Regions from separate parts of the Mus musculus genome. Here region 2 is linked to region 1. Evidence: chromatin contacts called from public HiCAR-type data. All regions are on one chromosome and are shown on one strand. The core of a region is the stretch at or near the end of the contact, and the rest is flanking DNA. Distances in the headings are between cores, read along the strand shown.

The links. HiCAR-type assays count read pairs that join an accessible place to other places.
Region 2: a contact with region 1 is called in a HiCAR-type map of astrocytes, with 2.2 times the contacts expected there. The contact joins the promoter of 4930488L21Rik here to the promoter of Mmp2 in region 1. A contact is called at or near these places in 1 of 39 promoter capture datasets (embryonic stem cells) and 1 of 115 datasets of contacts at active chromatin or transcription factors (astrocytes).

Annotation. Positions count from the first base shown.
Region 1 is chr8:92,823,850-92,830,716 of GRCm38.p6, forward strand. It overlaps Mmp2 (matrix metallopeptidase 2), which reads left to right and starts at 3,448. Exons shown (of 13, transcript NM_008610.3): 1 at 3,448-3,928; 2 at 6,772-6,867. The coding sequence starts at 3,776.
Region 2 is chr8:93,810,555-93,817,421 of GRCm38.p6, forward strand. It overlaps 4930488L21Rik (RIKEN cDNA 4930488L21 gene), which reads right to left and starts at 3,001. Exons shown (of 1, transcript NR_026888.1): 1 at 1,140-3,001. It overlaps Gnao1 (guanine nucleotide binding protein, alpha O), which reads left to right and starts at 284. Exons shown (of 9, transcript NM_010308.3): 1 at 284-899; 2 at 1,097-1,139. The coding sequence starts at 782.

The DNA.
Region 1 (6,867 bases), core at 2,198-4,697:
GATTGGACTCTTGGCAGACACTGGTCAGGTACCTCTGCCCAAGGACTTCAGGAAGCAATTCCTATTTCTGCAGTGACATAGACTCACAGACTCTGCCCTAATGCCATTGGAGTTCAGCAGCTGGAACAATATGCATAAGTCTTGAATGAGTGAGTGAAAGAATGAATGAATGAGTGAGTGAATAAATTAAATGCTTGCCATAGCTTGACACGTGCTAATTACAGTCTAGGTAGTTTTTCAGGCCGATGGTGTTACTAATTACTTTTCTATTACTGTGAAGAGACACCATGTCCAAGGCTACTTATAAGAATAAAACACTTAATGGAGGTCTTGCTACAGTTTCAGAGAATGAGTCCATAACTATCATGGCGGGGCTGGGAGCATGGTATTAGGCAGGCAGGCAAGGTGCTGGAATTGTAGCTGAGAGCTTATATTGTATCCACAATTGAGAGAGAGAGAGGTCTTGCTACAGTTTCAGAGGATGAGTCCATAACTATCATGGCGGGGCTGGGAGCATGGTATTAGGCAGGCAGGCAAGGTGCTGGAATTGTAGCTGAGAGCTTATATTGTGTCCACAATTTGGAGAGAGAGAGAGAGAGAGAGAGAGAGAGAGAGAGAGAGAGAGAGAGAGAGAGAGAGAGAGAGAGAGAGAGAGAGAGAGAAGCTCTCCAGTACAACTGGGCCTAGCCTGGGCTTTTGTAACCCTATCCCTACCCCAACAATAATGACACACCTCTTCCCACAAGGCCACAGCCCTAGGGACCAATCATTCAAACAGATGAGCCTATGGGGGCCATTCTCATTCAAACCACCACATATGGATTAACTTTCTATAAATAAGGTGGTTTGAGCACCTGAAGTTCATCTTCCCCTGATTCAGGATGCTGAAGCCCACTCTGGCACCTGCAGGGCCACACACTCCCCAGGAAGGCCCCAGAAGGATTCTTTCTAACCTCTTTCAGCTTCTGGTGGGTGGCCAGTGAACTCTTGTGGGATGCTGTCCCCTGGGCATGACAGGCTGCTGTTATGAAATCAGAGCAGCTGTGAGGACCCTCACAGGACCCTCACCAGACTGGACTGCAAAGCATGCCCTTGTGGAGGAAGAGAAGGTTCATTTCATGGGTCACACATGAGTGACTCATATGGCTGCATGTTAGAGATACAGACAGGAGGCCTTGCCCGTCCATGAGGAATATATAAGTAGGTAATGAAAGTTGGCCTGGAGGGGTGTTTCTTTGGTTATATAGCGCCTCATAAGTTGTCCATAGTCTCCCATGTACTCCTTCGTGCTTCTATAAAAATCCCAATTAAAGCCAGGTTGATGGTTCCATCAGCACTTGTAGAAAAAAAACAACTCCCATAGTTCTACCCAGGGACTTAAAAAGAAAATTCCCCTTTCTCACTCACAGGAACCCCAAAGCTCTGCTATTTGGGTTCCATGTCTTCCTAAGGCCTTTGGAGGAAAGGTTGGAGCTGAAACCAGGTGTCACTAGAATTTCACTAGGGCCTCCTCTCTGTTCCCTGTGTGCTTATCCCTTTAGAAAGAGTTCAGATGAGATATGCAAAGTGTAATTAAGGAGACATAGTTTACCGCAAAGGAAAGGAAAGAACACTTACCAGGGACGAGAGTACATAAGGACTAGAGGCACAGTGTGCCAATGCATTTGTAGGTAGACACTATACTGTTCCTAAAGGCGCTAGAATAGACAGATTTCCCCAGATGATTGGCAGGCCCATTTGGGTTGATTTTCTGGGTAAGGCAATGGTACATGAAGTGTTCTTCACGGATAAGAATTGCACAAGGTTTGGGGTTCCTGGAATTAGGTTCAGTTAGTTATCAACTAATAACTACCAGGCAGTTCTGGTACTTGATGTCTCCTTCTGGGATAGGATTCAGATCACATTCCTCTCGCCAATAGCATCCCCCAGCTCAGGTCCTTGTTTCTACAGCTGTGGTGTAGGAGAGAGGGGTCTAGCCCTGATGTCCTTCAAGGTGGCTAGCTCCGTAACGTAGTAGGAGACATGTGGGCAAAGGTGACAACCGTGAATCCCTGACCAGGTGGTAGAGAATAACAAAGTCTTGTCTGAAGAGGACGACCTAGCCTCAGCTAGTGGCTGCCATATGGAAACTGGCACCCGTGGTTGCCAGGTCTAGGGAACTTTTAAACAAAACCAGAATGTCTGATTTTTACATAAGGCTTCCCAAATTTCAAAATGCTATTCAGCCCACAAGCCACGAGTTTTCAACCCCTGCTTAAGTGAAACAACTTTTTCCGCTTTCACCACTCGCTCTCCAGCTTGGCTCTCTGACTATCCACAAGACTGGGTGGCCAGGAGCCAAATGGGGCTGAGCCAGAGGACAATCGCCCCTCCCCAGAGGTCCTTTCTACCCCCTACTCCCCAAAGCCAGAGCTGTCCCCTCAGATGGCCCAGCTCCCTCCTACAGATTCTGGTCCCAAAAGACTCCTTGCAGCTGACCCTGGCTAACCCACTCTACAGCCTGCTGGGCAAGTCTGAACTTGTCAGAAGACCACTAGATCCAAGCCACTAAGCTTTTTCAAGCCAAGGGATAGAGGACATACTCTACTCCCAGGATCTCCAACTCTGTTCAGGCAGGTGATGCTGGCTATCTCAGCACATGCCCTGGCTTCTTAATTAGATCCTAATCCCACCTCCTTTCCAGATTATCCTTGCTGGCCCCTGGGGCAGGATAACCTTACTTTTAAGACAGGGGGAATCTCCTTTGATAGAGCTTGCTGGAAATGTGTGTTCTGCTCCCACCAGGTACCCCAAGGTGCTCTTCCAGGAACAACTCAGAAGTCACATCGTCCAAGAAGCTTTTCTAGAATGTTCTTATTAGTTGTGTGTGTGTGTGGGGGGGGGAGTAAGTAAGGTCAGACTCAGTTGTCTTTCCTAAGAGAGGGAACATTTCTCAAGTTGGAGTGCTGTGTGCATCACTGTATTGTGTTCTATTGAGGACCACCAGTGAAACCAAGTAAACGTGTAGTTTGGAGAAGGAAGGCTGGTTAGATTCTATTAATTTCTATCTGGCTCTTTCTACTTCTATTCATTTCCTTGAGTGGCTCTATGGCTGATTATCTAACATTTCTGCTTTGGACCATCATGAAAGGTTGGGACCCTCTTGTTTCTAACTTTCACTTTTTGGACTCCTGTGCCCAGGAGCTCAGCGTCCTGATTCCAGTATCCCTCCAAAGGCAAGGCCCTGATCCAATCTTTAAATAAGAGTCTTCAGGACTCGCACCAGTTGTTTAGAGAAAGAGGACCTAGGTGCAGATGTGGAGTGGTAGCCCCCAGTTAGGGAGCAAGAAGGGCCAGGGTAGCTGGAGGCAGAAGGGGGATGGGGAATGGAAGAAGAGGTGGGAAGAAGCTGAGAAAGGGGGTGGGGAGGAGAGGGGCGGGTCGGACCTCACTTCCCCACCCTCCCCTCTCCACCCGGTGCTGCCAGCACTCTTCCAGCCCAGCCGGCCACATCTGGCGTCTGCCCGCCCTTGTTTCCGCTGCATCCAGACTTCCCTGGTGGCTGGAGGCTCTGTGTGCATCCAGGAGTTTAGATATACAAAGGGATTGCCAGGACCTGCAAGCACCCGCGGCAGTGGTGTGTATTGGGACGTGGGACCCCGTTATGAGCTCCTGAGCCCCGAGAAGCAGAGGCAGTAGAGTAAGGGGATCGCCGTGCAGGGCAGGCGCCAGCCGGGCGGACCCCAGGGCACAGCCAGAGACCTCAGGGTGACACGCGGAGCCCGGGAGCGCAACGATGGAGGCACGAGTGGCCTGGGGAGCGCTGGCCGGACCTCTGCGGGTTCTCTGCGTCCTGTGCTGCCTGTTGGGCCGCGCCATCGCTGCACCATCGCCCATCATCAAGTTCCCCGGCGATGTCGCCCCTAAAACAGACAAAGAGTTGGCAGTGGTAAGTTGCTATGCTGGCTTAGACAAATTTAGGAAATAGAAGACGCAGGCCACCCTCCCTCTTCTGACCCCCTCTACTGGCACACAGCCTTGGGAGGAACTTTGGTAAACATCTTTGAGGGTCTCTTTCTTGGCCAGTTGATGGAGAGGTTGGCTTTTGTAAACAACGGGGGTGGGGGTGGGGGTGGGGGGGAGGAGGCTTTGGTAAGAAGAGGCCACTGATAAGTAAGTTGGGGGAGTTCAGGGTACGTCCAAGGGACCAGGAAGAAGCAAAGGAGGGAGATGATTGCCCTGGGAAACATCTGGAAAGGGTTGCTTTTGTGAATAATAGGGACTTTGACTACTTACCTAAGGGATTTGGTTCTAGGAGGGCTTTATAAATGTCTTTTGGACCCAACAGGAGAGCTGGCAACAGAACCTTTGGCAAGCATCTTGTCAGGCCTTTAGGGCAATCAGTTTAAGGGGGAATCTCTTGAAAATGGGGTGTGTGCTTTCGCATATAATTTGTATAAGCCTTTGGCCACAAAAGGATAGCCAAAGCAAGGCTTGGCAAACTTCTGGGAAACTTTGGCACACATCTAGAGACAGGCCTTTGGTGAGATGCTGGAAGGGACCATTTGGCAAGTAATTTGAGGCTGGAGGGAAGCAGACTGTGCATTTTGAGGGATGTCTTGTTTTAATGCAGAAGTTGTCCAGGAGGGTCCAAGGAGAGTTTCTTTGAACTTTTCCCTGGGATCAGAGGACACAAGGAAACAACGCGCCTGGCTGGCAGGCCTGAGGAGCAGGAGCAGAAGGCCAGGGCGCGTGGGGCGGGGGCGGACTGAGCCGGGCTGGGGTCGGCCAGCGGCCAGTAAGACCTCCTTCTTGGCCAGACTCCAGAGCTGCGGCTTAGTTGTTGTGTGAGCGTGCGCCTGGCTCTAGGGCGTCCTGGCAGCAGCATCCATCGCATCCATCACATAAGCTAGATGGGGAGGCAACTGCAAAGCGGTACCCACTCTCCATCCACTGGCCATGGGTTGGTTTAGATGCTTTGCTGGGTCTCAGGACATGTCTCTTTATTGCCTTTATTCAATCATTTTAGAAATCTTCCAGTCAGCCTCTTCCCCAATCTATCCAAGACTAGGAATCACATGCCATGCCGGGGGGGGGGGCGGGGGGGGACACCAAATCTCTTTCCACAAGGCTTCCTTTACAGCAATGGTTCTTAACCTGTGGGGCGTGACCCTTGTGTAGACGGAATGACTCCACTCCCTAAGGCGTCCATATAACAGGTGGAGAGAGCTCAATAAGGTGGCCAAGGATGGTGCACACCTGGGAAGACCGGGACAGGAACGTACTGGGTTCAACTTAAAGTGAAAAGCCGCCCCTCCCAAAAGAAAACAACAAAAAAAAAAAGAAGAAAGGAAGGAAGGACGAGAGAGAGAGAGAGAGAGAGAGAGAGAGAGAGAGAGAGAGAGAGAGAGAAAATAAAGAAAGGGAGGAAGGAAGGAAGGTAGGAAGGGGGAAAGGGGGAGAGAGAGAGAGAGGGAGGGAGGGAGGGAGGGAGGGAGGGAGGAAGGAAGGAAGGAAGGAAGGAAGGGAGAGAAAGAAAAGAAGGAAGGAAGGAAGGAAGAAAGAAAGAGAGAGAGAGAGAAAGAAAGAAAGAAAGAGAGAAAGAGGGGGCTTTTAACTTACATGATCTGACTTCCTGCACATCCTATGTTAACCTACTGGCCTGGTGATCTCTAATGACTGATTTAACTTCCAGAGTGGATGTTTCTTTGAAGTCAGAGGGTCATAGTGGCACCATCTTTGTGATAGATGGTCAGGTACTTCTAGATTCCTGGAAGAGTGTCTGGCGCTTAGGAAACACTCAATACACATCAGGCATTGTTACTATTACATTACTATTATGGTCATTACTATCATGCCCTCTTTTTGCCCTTTGCTGAGTGCCTCCAAGCAGGTAAGAGCCAGTCTAGAAGCCGGAACTCCTAGCTCCTTTTGCCATTCCAGCCAGACTTCCCCACGTATTTAAGTTTGCATTTGTGATTCACCCACATTCTTGCGCCAGGGTTTGAACCTTACAGAGTAAAAGTGCCTGTCTTGATCATCAGTTTATCCTGCAGTAGCACAGGGATTGACACATGGTGGCCTTCACACATTGCTTGTTGAGCAGCTGGTTGTAGTTTGGGGCAGACCATCTAAAGAATAAGGCCAGCATCTTTTTAGAAATGGTGGAGCTAAGATTTGAACTCAGGTCTGCTACCAGACCCATGCCAGACACAATCCTTAAATTTCTTCATAAGAAAAAAAAATATGAGGAAAATAATGTATTCCTAGGTCTGCTGGGAGGTTCAGTCAGATAGAAGCTGGGGTCTGAGGGTTCAAGCATGGGCTCTGGAGCATGACCGCTTGATGTCAAATCCCGATTTGCCATTTGTGAGTGGTGTCCTCTTGAGCAAGTTTCTTAAGTTGTCTGATTTTTTTCTTAGATTCTTCCTCTTCCTCTGCACGACGGGGAGAGAGAGAGAGAGAGAGAGAGAGAGAGAGAGAGAGAGAGAGAGAGAGAGAGAGAGAGAGAGGGAGAGGGAGAGGGAGAGGGAGAGAGAGAGAGAGTTACATAAGCTAATATCTACTGAGTTATAAATTCAAGGAAATAAAAGGTGGTAGCTATGCCCTTTACAAGTGAATCACCCCACTGGTGGGTGACAGAACTCATTTGAAAGCCCAAGGCTCCATTCACTGTCTTTAGATTCCTGGTTCCATCCTGTCCCAGTTAGTGAATGTTTGGCAGAAGTTGGGGTTAATGGGCATTGCCATCCCAATGTGGATCCCGACTTTGAGAGTTCCTGTCTCTTTCAGCAATACCTGAACACTTTCTATGGCTGCCCCAAGGAGAGTTGCAACCTCTTTGTGCTGAAAGATACCCTCAAGAAGATGCAGAAGTTCTTTGGGCTG
Region 2 (6,867 bases), core at 1,751-4,250, 990 kb after region 1:
CCCGGCGCGCGCGCGCGTGCCCTGCCCTCCCTGCCCGCCTCTTCTCGCGCTCCCCGCTGGCCGCGGCTCCCTCGCGCTCTCCCCGTCTCCTGTCCGCTCCGCCGAGCGATGCGAGTTCTGGGCCCCGGCGACGCCGCCTCCCGCTAGAGAGAGCTGCACCCCCCACCCCCGGCCCGGCCCTCTGCCCAGCCCTGCCCCGCGCGCGGGGGTCGGAGAAGGCGCCGCGGACGCATCGACGGCCGAGGAGCGGCGATGCACATGCACTAGCGGCACCCCCTAACTCACTCCCTCCACACCCCGCGCCACCGCCGCCTCCACCTTCTCCGCCTCCGCCTCCTCCTCCTCCGCCTCCGGCAGCCGCGGCAGAAGGACCCACCCTGCCCCCCACCCCACCCTCCGCCGGCTCCGGCTGCGGATCCAGCCTCGACTCCTATTTTATTTATTTTGGGTCGTGCACTAGCCTCGGTGCCTGCAACCCGCGCCTCCCGGGCCCGCGGGCGCCTCCTCTCTCGGCTCCGGAGCCCCAGACCCCGGCTACCCTCACCTCGACACCCCCAGACCCCAGCCAGCCGCCGCTAATCTTCGCCGCTGGAATCTTAATAGAGGCTGTCCTTTTGGGGGGATTCTGGTCTTTCGACAATTTTGTTCCCAGCCAAGGAGAGGATATCGTGATTTTCTCCCCTTTGAGCCCAGGCTCTGCTCTGTGGGGGGGTGGGGGGCGCGCCGACCCGGGGAGTCGTGCCAGCCTAGTCGTGCGGGCTGTGGCAGGGAAGGGGCCACCATGGGATGTACGCTGAGCGCAGAGGAGAGAGCCGCCCTCGAGCGGAGCAAGGCGATTGAGAAAAACCTCAAAGAAGATGGCATCAGCGCCGCCAAAGACGTGAAATTACTCCTGCTGGGTAAGGACCTGGGTAGCCACCCCCGCCCCTCGACCCCCGCCACAGTTCCCAACCCGACTTGCGCCCTGGGAAATCTGGTCCCTGAGTTGGCAACACCTTGTGCCCAGGAGCGCCCACCCTGTGCATGCCTTGAAGCCCCCTTCCCATTTCCATGAGCTGACACTCACCAGTTTCCCCCCCTCTGTGTGTCCCAACAGGGGCTGGAGAATCAGGAAAAAGCACCATTGTGAAGCAGATGAAGTAAGTCCCTGTGTCATTGGGATTTGTACTTTTATTAAGAATAATTTATATCGTTTTTATTATCTTGCTCACCCATATTTGCTCTCCAGGCCTGGTTTTTAATTCGCGCACACACAGAAGAAACCCGAGGTTGCCTCCCCTCCCCCACTCCCTACGTTGGTTCTGGGTCCCCCACCCCAACTCCTGGGGTCGGTGTTTGCGGGGAGGGAATGAGAGCGCCTCTAGTTGTATGAATGACAGTGTCCGCCATATTGATCAGAACATCACACTATTGGCGTGCTTATGATCATAACTCTTGCTCGTGGAGTATTTCGTGTTTCACTGCCTCCATTTCTGTCTCTGCCTCATCTTCTTTCCCCTCCTCCTCCACCCCACCCCTCGAATCCCACTTCCCCCTGCTTCTCTTGAGGCAGTGATTTTGAACTTGACTAAAACATGGAGGGGACCCAGCCCTAGCAGATTGGGGTGGAGGATCAAGTGTTTGCTGTTCACGAGTTTGGTGCTGAATTCCTGGTGGCTGTGGCTTAGACGACCCCCCCCCCCAAAGCGAGCAAGGGTTAGGGGAGGGGGCGTGCACTGGGGAGAAAGGATGGGTTTCCAAGCGGATGTGACAGACACAGCCTTATCCAAGGCAGAGGTGGGAGGGTCTGTGGGGCTAAAAGCCAGTTTCATCTGCCCTCCAGCCCCTCTCCTCCCTGGCCCTCCAGCCTTTGCTCTTCTGACACCCGCAGGTTCCAGTCACTGTGTAGCCTTTATCGTTGTATTTACACTCTGTATTCTACCTTCAATGCGGATTTCAGGCCCTACTTGCCACCGCCCCCTTTCTGCCTTAGATATCAGTTTCCCCTCCTAATTAACTGGGGGTGGATTTGAGTGATGGTTGAAAATTAAAACAAAATGGGATATTCCTTCCTTTCCACATTTCCCCACTTAGGAGCCTCGCCCGTCCTTCCTCCTCTCTGGCTTGCTTCTTGCCCCATCCACTCCACGGTTCCCGGTGAGCCTCCAGGCAGCTCTGCCTGGGGAGGGGTGGCCGGCAGGGAACGGGTGCGTGCCTTCCGGGCCTCCTGGCCCTGTTTCCGTTGGCCTGTCAGTTCGGGACGGAGGAGTTCGTTAGGACCGTTTAGCGAGGATTCCATGTCGCTTTGCTGTGACACCTTCGTGCACACACAGCTCCTAATTAGAGGTTGCTGTGCTGTAAACAAAAATGATTATTTTTCAACTTGACAGAATAGCCGAAGTAATTGCATCCCGTAGGAAAACAATGGAAAATAAAAGCCCCTTTCGAGGGAAGGTGGGTGGGAGACAAATCGTGCTTGTGGTTTCAAAACCAAGAAGCAAAAATTCTTGCATGTGTAACAGGCATGACAAGCGAGTTCCAGGCGGCGCCATGATGGTAGGGAGCAGCGACTAGGAGACAGTTTCTCCCATCTGCTTGGCATGTTCTTATTTGCGTTCGAGAGCTCCCGGGGGCTTTCTTCTCACAGGCCCCTTCGGCTAGCCTCACCCTTCTGAGCCACCAGTAATTTGGCCTGGGGTTTCTCTGGGGCTTGTGCAGTCCAAATGGATGGGGAGGCGGGGCCTGGGGAATTGCTCTTTGCAACAAGGTGCATGTTGCATCTGCCTGGAGCCCTCGCGTGTCGGGAAATGCAAACCGCGCCACCTCTTTCTCCTTAGGGGCAGGTTTCGAAACTTCACAAGTCTGTAATCCACTGTGGCAGGCCGGGAGTCCGGTAGAAGCCTCGGCCTCCTGAGCCAGGGTGAGGTTTCAGGCGTTGTAAGTGGTGGACAGCGCCCAGCCGAGGCTGGAAAAGTCGATGGGGCTGAGCTTGGCTCGGCGGTGTTCGGCTCCGCTCGGCCTGACCTGGGAGCGGGGCTCGGAGGATCTCGACAGTGTTCGGAGCACAGTCGGGGTCCAAGCGGAGAGGGCCGAGCGGCTTCGGCGGCTTCGGAAAGGCCCCGAAGACATTCGGAAACCCTCGGCAGGAGGAGGGCAAAGGAGGTGGAATTGGGGGTGTGGGAGGGGATGGCAAAGAAACTTTGCATCCACCAAAGCAGCTTGCTACCTGCTCTTCCTGAACATGCCTCATAAATTAGGTTGATTTAATAAGAGGTTTAAAAATACGTATCGAGTCCCCAAAAGGGCAACTTGCCTTTTTTATTCAAAGAAAGCTTAGCTCTCTGAGGAGATCCGTGTGCCACTTTAGAATGGAAATTCCTGATTAAGTCCTGGGGCACGAAATCTTAAAGGAAGACTGAGGAGACATTCTGAGGAAAGTCCTGTGCGTCTGACTTATATTGGGTTGCACTGAGGAAGATGGGGTGAAGTGTCCGATGTTTGATTCTATTTAATCGGAAATCAGAACATTTTTCTCTTTTCCTGCATTTCTTCCTTTCTCTATTCCCACAAACACCTTTTCTGTGAAAACTGCCTGTCAAAACTGAGATTTTTTTTTTGTAATTGATTTTTTTTTTGTTTGTTTGTTTCCCTTTAAGAACAAAACGTGCCAGATCTCTTTAGGAAATCGGCTAGGTTTGATCAGAATGTCCACCAGAAATGGGTGTGAGCACGCCAGTTGTGCCACAAAAAACCCAGCTGACCTGCCCTCCTGAAGCATTCATGAATGGCAGTTTTTCCTATGAGCTGAGCCTGAAATAAATCAGATCAGGGACTTGTGCCAAGCCGAATGCAGGACTTGTTTTATTAACCACAAAATGTGAGGTTGGTGTCACTGTATCCCGGTGACAGATTCTTTGGAGTCCTCACTTCCAGAGATGGGTTTTGAGATCACCACTTGAGTGAGAGTCATTTGTAGCCGGGGAAGATTGTACTTTCTGGGTGGGGCCAGCCCAGAAAGCCTCGGTAGCATTTGCAGAAAGCAATTTCCTGTTTCCCTGTGCAATATGATTGGTGACGAGCCCGTCAGGCCATATGTGTAAGTTAATTCAGATGCTGTGTTGTTTCACCTAGGCAGATGAAATTAGATGGTTAGAGAGTCTGCCGTTGGTGACACCCTGTGAGGAGCCAGGGATTGGGCCTAGTAGCACAGCCCCTTCCTTTGGGTTGAGAGGAGGAATATTGCTATCCGAATGTTATCAGATCCTTTGTCATCAGCGTTTTCAGAAGGCAAGGAGCTGCTTCAGTCGGCTTGTGTCCTCGTCCAGGTTGCGGTGCTGCTTATGAGGAGGAATCAGAATATGCCTGTAGCAGCTAGTGAAGCCGTTAGGGACTGGCAGGCAGAGACACTGCCTAGAACAGGGCGTTATTACCCTCATCAGCCCAGGGCCGTTACACACTCAAACCTTTGGAATTTTTCTGCACAATGCAATAAGGGGGAGTTTGCATCAATTTTCAGAAGCCTAATTCTCAAGTGTTTAAAATCTTTTGGGGTGTGTGTGTGTGTGTGTGTGTGTAAAGGACAACTCCATGGAGTCTGTTCTTCCTTCTACCTTTGCATGGGTTCGGAGATCAAACTCAAATTGCCAGCCTTGTGACAAAGTGCCTTTATCCTCTGAGCTATCTTGCTGGCACCGCCTTTACCTTCATATTCTCTCTCTCTCTCTCTCTCTCTCTCTCTCTCTCTCTCTCTCTCTCTCTCTCTCTCTCTCGTGTGCATTTGTGGATTAGTGTCTGGAAGGTCTCTGTCATGCAATATACAACATTTAAGTTCCAAGACACGAACGGTGGTGATTGAAGTAGTGCAAGTGCAGCTTCACACGTCCTATGAGTAGGGGTGGCTCCTTTCCTCTGCGTGGCACTTTGCTTGTGTTTGGGGCCTGTGACCTCACGTGGGATATACCCTCATCATTGTTTCAGTAATTAGGGATGCTTTTACACAGACTAATAAAAATTTTAAGGCGAGTATAAGTTTTATTGGATTTTTGAACCCTTGCAAAGAAATGTCTTAGAATTATATTTTATGATGCATAGAATCAATAGTGTCACTTTAACTGACCTCCCAGTTCTGAACACTGGGTGACAGATGCTTGGACGTGGCACTGTAAAATGACCGCTGGAGTTGCTCTGAACATTATAATTTGCCTTGACTCGAGGTGCAATGTTTGCTGGGGTATTTACCCCACATTCTCTAGAGCATTAGGTTTTTGTTTTGTTTTTCAGTAAGTAGAGGTTAAAGTTTGCAAAAAGGCTTGGCTTGCTACCTAGAAGTCTATACCTGTATAGGCAGAATGAAATGGAACATTCATTTCTGGAGTGCAATTTTTTAAGAAATTTAAGGATTTGCCTATTGAAGATATCGCTGTTCATACAAACATCCCAGCCCTTACAACTGAGGCTTTAGCATACCACTCTGTCAGGGAAGGTGGCGGTTTTGAAAGGTCATTGTCTGCCAAAATGATGGTGGCTTCCTCCCAGCCGACCTTGACTTTATAACTGGGTGTCAAGACCATTTGTTTGGCTTCAGGCCTGTGGTGCTTTCAGCATCTAGTGAGTGACAGGCATTAACAGAGGGGGGAGGTGACAACTTGCAACCATTACTTTGTGCAAATAGAGCCATCTGAAAGGGCATTTCCTACCCTTGTCCAAAGATCTCTCGGTGACAGTAGCAGCCCACTGAGAGCTGCTCTTCAAGATGGTGGGCTTGCTGTTTCTGTAGTCACTTTGTCGGCTGCCCTCCCTCCCCACTTCTGTCTCCACATTTATTCAAGTAGATGTACCTTGCTCACCGGAGACAGTGTGAGTGCGAACAGAGTGTCAGACCCAGTAGCAGCAGAGGAATCCTCCCTCGATGACGGATGGTGCTCTCTCCCTTCTTGCTGTTCACTGAGGTGTGAGTACCAGGAGGACAGCCAGCAATCCACCAGATCTCATCAAAAATTGGCTGTGCAATTCTTGAACCTCAGTGGATTCTGAGATGGAACCTGTGTACTTGTGGAAAGGTCTGTGGTCATTGGATTAAGTAGGTGAAGCTTTTATGCAGACTGAGAAGGCTGAATAGGAATCCAGCATTTCTTCCCCCATGTTTGGGAAGCCGGTTCCGTGCTCAGGAACTGGCTTGCTTCTTTTGATGCCTGGGGTGCCAAGATTCTCTTGTGCATCTTAGGAGGCCATGTCTGTTAGAGTTAGGCCGATATCACTGGTTGTTTTCAGCTGCTTATCCTACACTACGTCAGTTAACTCTGGAGATCTGAGCAGAGTAGGGCCTACTTTCCTGACATGTACTTATGTGAATGCATTAATGTGGGTGTGGGCACTTGATTTCCCTGTATGCCAGCCTGTGTTCAGTTAGACCAGGGCTTCTCAACCTTCCTAATGCTGTGACCCTATAATACAGGTCCTCATGTTGAGGTGACCCTCCCCCCCACCAGCTCTACAGTTATTTTCATTGCTACTTGATAAGTGTAATTTTACTACTGTCATGAATCATAATATAAACATTTTTAGAAATAGAGGATTACCAAAGGGGTTGAAGCCCACAGGTTGAGAACCTCTGGAATCCATCTTAATCTGAAAGGCAACCAGCAAGCCTGCGATAGGATATGGTTTCATGCTGAAAATCATTTGGGCAGGGTTACCCTCCAAAGCTGACACTAGAAAAGAACAACTTTTAATTCTGAAGAAAAAAAAAGCATATATGTATGTGTGCTCATGCACAAAACTGCATGGGCTTAAAATCAGGTGCATGTTTGTTGATTGCATTACAGAAGGTCTTAACATGCTCAGATTGACTATATTGTAGGAATTGGTTTAAACTTATATCCCATTTGT